Linked DNA regions of Mus musculus: region 2 is linked to region 1. The links are chromatin contacts, called in public capture Hi-C maps. All regions are on one chromosome and are shown on one strand. The core of a region is the stretch at or near the end of the contact, and the rest is flanking DNA. Distances in the headings are between cores, read along the strand shown.

Evidence for each region. Capture Hi-C pulls out chosen DNA fragments and counts their contacts.
Region 2: a contact with region 1 is called in a capture Hi-C map of embryonic stem cells, with 2.3 times the contacts expected there. The contact joins two enhancer-like sites. A contact is called at or near these places in 1 of 484 Hi-C or Micro-C datasets (cortical neurons), 1 of 115 datasets of contacts at active chromatin or transcription factors (neural tube) and 2 of 9 other capture datasets (embryonic stem cells and pancreatic islet).

Annotation. Positions count from the first base shown.
Region 1 is chr6:29,202,438-29,206,344 of GRCm38.p6, reverse strand. Impdh1 (inosine monophosphate dehydrogenase 1) reads left to right here. Exons shown (of 15, transcript NM_001302933.1): 6 at 1-39; 7 at 192-279; 8 at 1,095-1,294; 9 at 1,686-1,776; 10 at 1,971-2,066; 11 at 2,853-2,996; 12 at 3,099-3,243; 13 at 3,536-3,679; 14 at 3,815-3,898. Among named protein-coding and RNA genes, the nearest start is that of Impdh1, 12 kb to the left of the region's middle. Within about 2 kb of position 1,959, at least 42 of the 459 cell types and tissues checked have an H3K27ac peak or open chromatin away from gene starts, as enhancers often do. A contact at or near this core is called in embryonic stem cells, where this site is marked.
Region 2 is chr6:29,543,673-29,547,579 of GRCm38.p6, reverse strand. All of the region lies in intron 21 of Tnpo3 (transportin 3), which reads left to right. Among named protein-coding and RNA genes, the nearest start is that of Irf5, 19 kb to the right of the region's middle. Within about 2 kb of position 1,824, at least 3 of the 459 cell types and tissues checked have an H3K27ac peak or open chromatin away from gene starts, as enhancers often do. A contact at or near this core is called in embryonic stem cells, where this site is marked.

The DNA of each region.
Region 1 (3,907 bases), core at 710-3,209:
TTCCTTGCTGAGAAGGACCACACCACCCTCCTCAGTGAGGTGCCTGCAGGGCAGGGAAGGCAGAGCTGCATCACAGAGGGAACTCTACCCCCGGGGGCCCCAGACTGGTGCCTGTGACCAGGGACCATAGGGAGGCCTGGCTCCGTCTCTCTCACCTGCCAACCTGCAGGCAAATGTTCCTGGCCCCACAGGTGATGACTCCGAGGGTCGAGCTGGTGGTGGCTCCAGCAGGTGTGACATTGAAAGAAGCAAATGAGATCTTGCAGCGCAGCAAGAAAGGTACCAGGGAGTACACACCCCAGCTTCCTGTACAGCAGAATTTCCATTATTCCTCAGCCTCTTGTGTTGGCCCAATAATGTCTTGGAGGAAACGTGAATAACCCTAGGCAGTCTGGAGCAGGTTTCCCGATACTCCGCTACCTGCTTACAGAAGCCCCAGTCCTAATTCAGTGTCTTCCCAATGTTTTTCCAATCTAGTCCTGAGAGGTGCTTGTCATAGTAAAAGAGCTTTCCGGTCTTAGAAGTCTGGGAAAGGACTGAGGAAGGGGGAAGGAAGTTCCAGGACAGCCAAAACTTCATTGGGGGGGGGGGGGCGGGGAACGACACCCTGTGTCAAAAACCAAAAGAAAGAAAAAAATTACCCATTGACTTCTCAGAGTCTTTGAAAAGTCCCGCAGTTAAATATATCCGATAGAGCGGCTGTTTGTATGACGTACATTAAGTTCCTGTGGGCTGTTGCTTCCCAGGTCCCCGGTGGAGAGTTCTTGGCATTTGCTTTGGGCAGAGAGGATCCATGTTCCTCCCTCAGGGCAGTCTCACATTAAGACCTTGTCTGGGTACTTTGTACAGTGACGTGCTCCAGCAAGTGAAAAGTTGCCAGGGTTCAGGGGCTGCCTGTCCCACCAAACCCGCATGGGCAGGAAGAGCCTTAGGAACGCTTGGGAAGGTTCTTTGCTTCCTGATCTCTGGGAAGAGGTCCAGGTCCTGGGTGGGTGCTGTCACCTAGTGGCTAGCTTAGGTACTTCAGGGGTCTCTCGTTCCATTTCCTTCCGGTTCTTCTACCCACTACCCTGCTTCTCTCTCCTCCTGGTCAGGGAAGCTGCCCATAGTCAACGATCAAGATGAGCTGGTAGCCATCATTGCGCGCACAGACCTGAAGAAGAACAGAGACTACCCTCTGGCCTCCAAGGACTCCCACAAACAGCTGTTGTGTGGGGCAGCTGTGGGCACCCGTGAGGATGACAAATACCGCCTGGACCTGCTCACTCAGGCCGGTGCTGACGTCATAGTACTAGTAAGGAGGTGACATAGTACTAGTAAGGAGGTGGCGGGTTCCCTGCATCAGGCTTGTGAGGCTCATTCACCTCCATTAAGCCTTTGCTCCCTCCCCACTTTGCTCTCTTTCGGCTTCTCTGGTATCAGAACTAGGCTAATTGTAGAGCCCAGAACAAACCATGGCCCTCCCTCCAAGGCTTTCTCCTCACATACAAGCTCATTTACCCTGATAATTATAACTCACACTCACTGAGAGGCCCCATTTGCCCGGCACTGAGCTCAGCTTTATACATGCTCACTTGTTTCACTCAGTGTTTAACTTAGTTAGCAGCAGCTCTCTGAGTGCTGGTCCCTAATTCCCGTGAGGGGACTTGGCTGTTTAGCTTGAGCCTTTTTGTCCCTGCTAACAGGATTCATCCCAGGGGAACTCAGTGTATCAGATCGCCATGGTGCACTATATCAAGCAGAAGTACCCCCACCTCCAAGTGATTGGGGGAAATGGTGAGTGTGGAGTGGCCCCCCTCAGCCCCCCAGAACTCCTAAGTGATGTCATTCTTCCAGGCATAGGGGATAAAGGGTAGGATGGGCTTTGGTGAGCATTTAGGTTGGGGGAGATATACTAAGATCCCAGGACATTCCTGGGCAGGGTGGGGACACTATCCTCACATTCCTCTGTCTGCTTCCTCCATCCCCAGTGGTGACAGCAGCCCAGGCCAAGAACTTGATTGATGCTGGTGTGGACGGGCTTCGTGTGGGCATGGGCTGTGGTTCCATCTGCATCACCCAGGAAGGTGGGTATCCGCAGGAGGAGGAGGAGGAGGAGGAAGGGCTGCCATTTAGAACCACTCTGGCCTCTTCTTCTATAGATACATGAGTATCTGCCCCACTAGGTGATTCTCGGGAGCAGGATTCTGGTCTGTGCTTTACCCTGTCTTGGCATAGTTGTGGGAAGAGGCAGGTATAGGCAGATGAGGACATGTGGCTTTTGGGAGTGGACCAACCTGCTTTTTGGACTGGTTGTGGGGACGCTGTTGGTATCACCCTCTAAGGTTGGTGTGACACTTTCTATAGTGTGTGTGTGTGTGTTGGAAGATAGCTGAGGGTTTGGATCCCATTTGTGACCAGATCATGCCAGTGGTGTGAAGGATACAAGTCTCTGAACATCCAGGGATTCCATAGACCCACATTGCCACGTGTAACAGAGCAGAATCCACCTCACCCCACAGCCCCCAGGTGAGGTTGAGAGCAAAGCCGTATTCCAAAGGAGGCCATCGGAACCCAGCTCTGGTATTAGCTGCTAATTCAAAGGACATCTTTACAGGAAGCCAGGCCTCCACAGCAGCTGGTGCTAGAGACCACCAGTCTTGAGGTCATGTGTCTGATGGCTCGCATTGATCCCCTGATCCATATCCTTTATGGTCCTGCTAGTTAGTGGTGGGTGACCTAGGAACCGAAAATGGCTTTCTCCCGCCTTAGGCCTCAGAAACACCATCTCTTACCATCCTTTCTCCATTGGCGGGGATAGATACAAGGAGACCACTGATCCATCTCTGTCCCTTACATTCCCCTTTCCCCAGTGATGGCCTGTGGCCGACCCCAGGGGACTGCTGTCTACAAGGTGGCCGAGTACGCCCGACGTTTTGGGGTGCCGGTAATAGCGGATGGTGGCATCCAGACCGTGGGCCATGTGGTCAAAGCCCTGGCACTTGGAGCCTCTACAGGTGAGGGGAACACTTGGTATTGAGGACTAGAAGCCGCCAGAGGGGCAGTCAGACTCCTGTGTGGAGGAGGAGGCATTTAGCCCTCAACCTTGATCTCTGCAGTAATGATGGGCTCCCTGCTGGCTGCCACCACGGAGGCGCCTGGTGAATACTTCTTCTCAGATGGGGTGAGGCTGAAGAAGTACCGGGGCATGGGTTCTCTGGACGCCATGGAGAAGAGCAGCAGCAGCCAGAAAAGATACTTCAGGTTTGTCTTCATGTTCTTGAACTCCCCCATGGCCTTGACTTTAGACGGATACCTGAGACCGCATTCCCAAGTTGTGGAGACTCACAGACATGCAAAGTGGCAGATGTAGCCCGACCTGACCAGAGACTCGGATATTGTTTCTCTTGTAGCCTAGTATGTGGCTACAAGAGAAACAATGTATGAGGCTGCTGTGGGGATCCTCTGGGCGGTATTCTATCTGTACCTTGGAGAGGCCGGGTGGGGTCCTCTGAGCCTCTGACTGCTCAGCTCAGCCTCCCCACCTTCCATGCAGTGAGGGGGATAAGGTGAAGATCGCACAAGGTGTCTCCGGTTCCATCCAGGATAAAGGCTCCATTCAGAAGTTTGTGCCCTACCTCATAGCAGGGATCCAGCATGGCTGCCAGGATATTGGGGCCCAAAGCCTATCTGTCCTGCGGTGAGTGTTGCAACTTGAGGGGGCAGCAGAGGGTCCTGGGAGGTTTTCCTCTTTCCTCTTCTCTTTCTCTTTTCTTTATTTTTTGGGGGGTGAGGAAGGGGGTGTTTCTGACTTATTCACCTGTCCACCTCTCAGATCCATGATGTACTCAGGAGAGCTCAAGTTTGAGAAGCGGACCATGTCGGCCCAGATTGAGGGTGGCGTGCACGGCCTACACTCGTAAGTGGG
Region 2 (3,907 bases), core at 575-3,074, 340 kb before region 1:
GAAGAAATCCTGCCATTATTTCCAACTTTTCCATCTTACTGTGACTGTCTACCATGACATGTGAAAGCTAAAAAAAAAATTGGTGCTGAACATGGAGAGTGTTGATTTTGGAACGAGAGACCAGATGGAGTATCTCGACGCTCAGGTTGTCATTACCTACCAAGACACCAAATAAAAAGATTAAGTCTTGAGGAAGAGTGACCATAAACTTATTTGGGAGAATAATTTGAATTATGGGACTAGAATATAGAAAATGGAACCTAGAAAAATAATAGTAAAATCAGGGACCAGAGACTAGTCAATGCTGCAGTGCTGTGAGAACAGAGATAAGAAAACGGACTAACTTTTAAGATGCTTTTTTGTGGGCTTACCCACCAAGGACATTTAAGTTCAAAATTAGCTGGAGTTCTTGCCACATAGGTCAGTCACTGGTAGGATTGGGGACAAAGGTGGAGGTAATTAGAGACCCAGGCCACTCTTACTGTCATAGTCACTGTTCTGATCAATGAACTCATATAAAGAAAAGCATTTAATTTGGGACTTGCTTACAGTTTCAGAAGGCCCATTATCACGTGGGCCCCATTGGCTTATAACCATATCATAGTGTAAAAAATGCATTCAGTTCAACTTCCGAAGTCCCCATAGTCTTTCACCATCTCTTGACAAGTCTTCATAGACTGCTTACAAGTCCAGAATTTCTTCTGAGACTCGTGGCAGTCTCTTAACTGTAACCCCTCATAAAATCAAGATGAAAAGGCAGATCACATACTTCCAGTATTGAGTGGCACAGGATATGCACTACTGTTCCAGAAGGGAGGAAGAGGAGCACTGTGAGGAGATGCTGGACTAAAACATGACCAAAAAGCAGCTGGGCAAACTCAAATTATTCATCTGCATGTCAGATGTCAAAGCACTCTTCAGATCTCCAGTTCCTTTCAGCTTTGTTGATTGCAAACTCTCCCTCCCCCCTCCTTTCCCCCCCCTCCCCCCCATGATTCCAGGTGTGGACCCTGTTAGCAGTTTTCCTCTGCAGGTATCACCTGACTCTGACATCTCCAATATCTGGGGTCTCCAACACATTCCATGCTTCACCTCCACAGCCTCATGCAGTGGCCTCTCTGGGCCATCATCCAGGGACACTCCTCACAGATGTCCGGCCTCAATGGCTTTTCTTAACTGAGGAGGAAGATTCCACAACCCCATCTTGTATCCTTGAGTCTAAAGCCAGATCCAGCTTTAGACTCAAAAGTGGTGGTTGAAGCTGCCAAGTGTTGCTAGCTGGGGCTGGTAATTGATTCCCTAATTCAAATGCATTTGTATCAGCTTTCTGTTGATGGTTTCCTTCAGTGCTAAAGCTTTTCTTTAATTTCTTTTCCCAGGTTGGAAGCTTAGCTGGGTGGGCTCTTGTCCTGAGGCCACCACTCCCTTTATTCCGTTTAGCATCTGGTTTTTCTTTAAACCTTTTATCTCTTGAGCATTGGACTTCACTCCTTTACACTTCCTGCTGCTCTCTTTTGTCCTCTGCTTAAGGGGGACCACTGATCACCACCCACAGTCAATAGTAATTTTGCTGATAATCCAAAACTCCCCAATTTCATCTCAGGCAGACTTTTTTGGACAAGAGAAGAAAATAGACCCATTCTTAACCAACATATCACAAGAGCATTCTTTAGGCCACTTAATACTCTCCTCCTCTGAAACCTCTTGAGCCCTGCTGTCATAGTCTACATTTCTCTCAACTGTCTTCCACATTCCTGCTACGATGGCCCATTAAGCCCTGCTTAAAGTGTCCAACCAATTTTCGTCTTCTAAGTCCCAGAGTCTTCCATATTCTTCCAACTAAGGTTACACCTATCACAGCAATGCCCCACTCCCTGGTTCTATAGCTGTGAAAAGACACCATGACCAAGACAATTCTTTCTTTCTTTCTTTCTTTCTTTTTTTTTAAGTGTTTACTTGCTGGTTAGTTCATTATCATGGAGAGAATGGCAGCATGTAAGCAGGTATGGTGCTGGAGAATCAGCTGAGAGTTCTACACCCTGATCCATACGCAGAGAGAGTCAAACATGCTGTACTTGGCACGGGCTTTGAAACCTCAGAACCCATCCCCACTGACACCCTTCCTCTAACAAGGCCGCAGCTCTTAATTCTAATCCTTTCAAATAGTGAGCATTCAAGTTTATGAGTCTATAGGGGGCATTCTTGTTCAAACACCACAGGGAGCATAGTAGCATATATACAGGCATGGCCTGGAGCTGAGAACTTTACATCCTGATTCACAGGCAGCAGGGAGAGAAAGCCTGGACCTTGAATGGGATTTTTGAAACCTCAAAATTGCTCGCCCCACCCTCACTCCATAACACACTTCCTCCAACAAGGCCATGCCTCCTAGTCCTTCTAATCCTTTCAAACAGATCCACCCACTGGTGGTTAGGCATTGAACTATATGAGCCTATAGGGGCCAGACTTACTTAAACCACAACACTTAACTTTGCTATTCACCACAGTTCTCTTATATTTGAACCCTATTTACTTACTTACTTACTTTATTTGGGGGTTTGGTTGGTTGGTTGGTTTTGGTTTTTTGAGACAGGGTCTCCCTATGTAGCCATGACTGGGCCTAGGACTTGCTAGCCTCAAACTCATGGAGATCCTCCTGTCTCTGCCTCACACGCATTGGGACTAAGGGCAATCACCACCATGCTCAACAATTTAATTTCAGTGCTCTTTTTCTTACTCTCAAAAAAGAGGATAGAGATAGGGGTATTTGTCCATCTAGGTTTAATTGAAAAGATCTCAAAAGGGGTACAATTTCAAACATGTAGGATATTAGGATAATAAATGATTCATGGGCCTCTTAGTTCTTTGTAATATCACACCATACACCAGCCTGTGCTAGGCTCCTTGCCCTCCATCCTGGCAGTGGGAAAATGAATGGCATGAGCTTGCACACATACTTGGCTGCTTCCTTATTTAGCACATGGTTTACTTTGAAATAGACTCAAAAATGTACCATTATTAGTAAAGCTTGTTAAGTACCAGGGATATAGCTCAGATGGAGGGTATAGTTGATCCATTACATGTTTATGGTGGAGAAAACCTAAAAGAAAATACCCTATCATCAACTCCTGGAATCCCAGTCAAGGTTTTCATCATGATTTTGGACCTTTATATTTGTTGAATGAATTGGTAGATAAGCATTTTGACACTTTTCTGTTGGATAGCTCTTAACAGTTATCCCCTTGGGTGTTTAACCAGCACAGGATGGCAAGTCTGCTTTCTTGGAAGTTTGAGTTCTAGGCTATATCCCTGTGCCCGAGTCCCTTGTCAGGAGAGTGTGAGGAAGTGCCTTTTCCGTTTGCTTTTGCTTAGCCCGGAGTTCAGTTAGCTAGCCTGCTAGGAAGATACCAGAAGAATTAAGTTTCTCAATTGGTTTCTAAGTGGGTTTCAGACAAAGGGAACTTTGAAAAAAATGGAGTCAGATGTACATTACTTCCATAATAACTGGACATCTCAGCATTTGCGGAGAACCAGGTTCTGCTTATTCATTCTCCATTTCTGTGTGTGTTAACCCTTTTCTATCTCCTCCTCCTCCAAGAGGAAATCCTGAGCAGCCTGTTCAGCTAGAAAATCAATGGCTGACAGACTAGTTACCAGACAAGGCTTTGTAAACAGAATCTGTCACAGCAGAAAAATGGAAAGCTCGGGACCTTAGTGAGCCATGCGCACAGAACTAAAATGCTCCGAGCCTTATGGAACCTGCTGGCCATCCTTCCTTTGAGGGCATCTGGGTTTCTTCTCCTGGTGTCAGGAATGTCAAGTAGTACTATAGACACTCACACCTTCTGAGTCACTTTTGCTCACTGCCCCTTTGTCATAAATGTTTTTTAGGAATGGGTTTGATCCT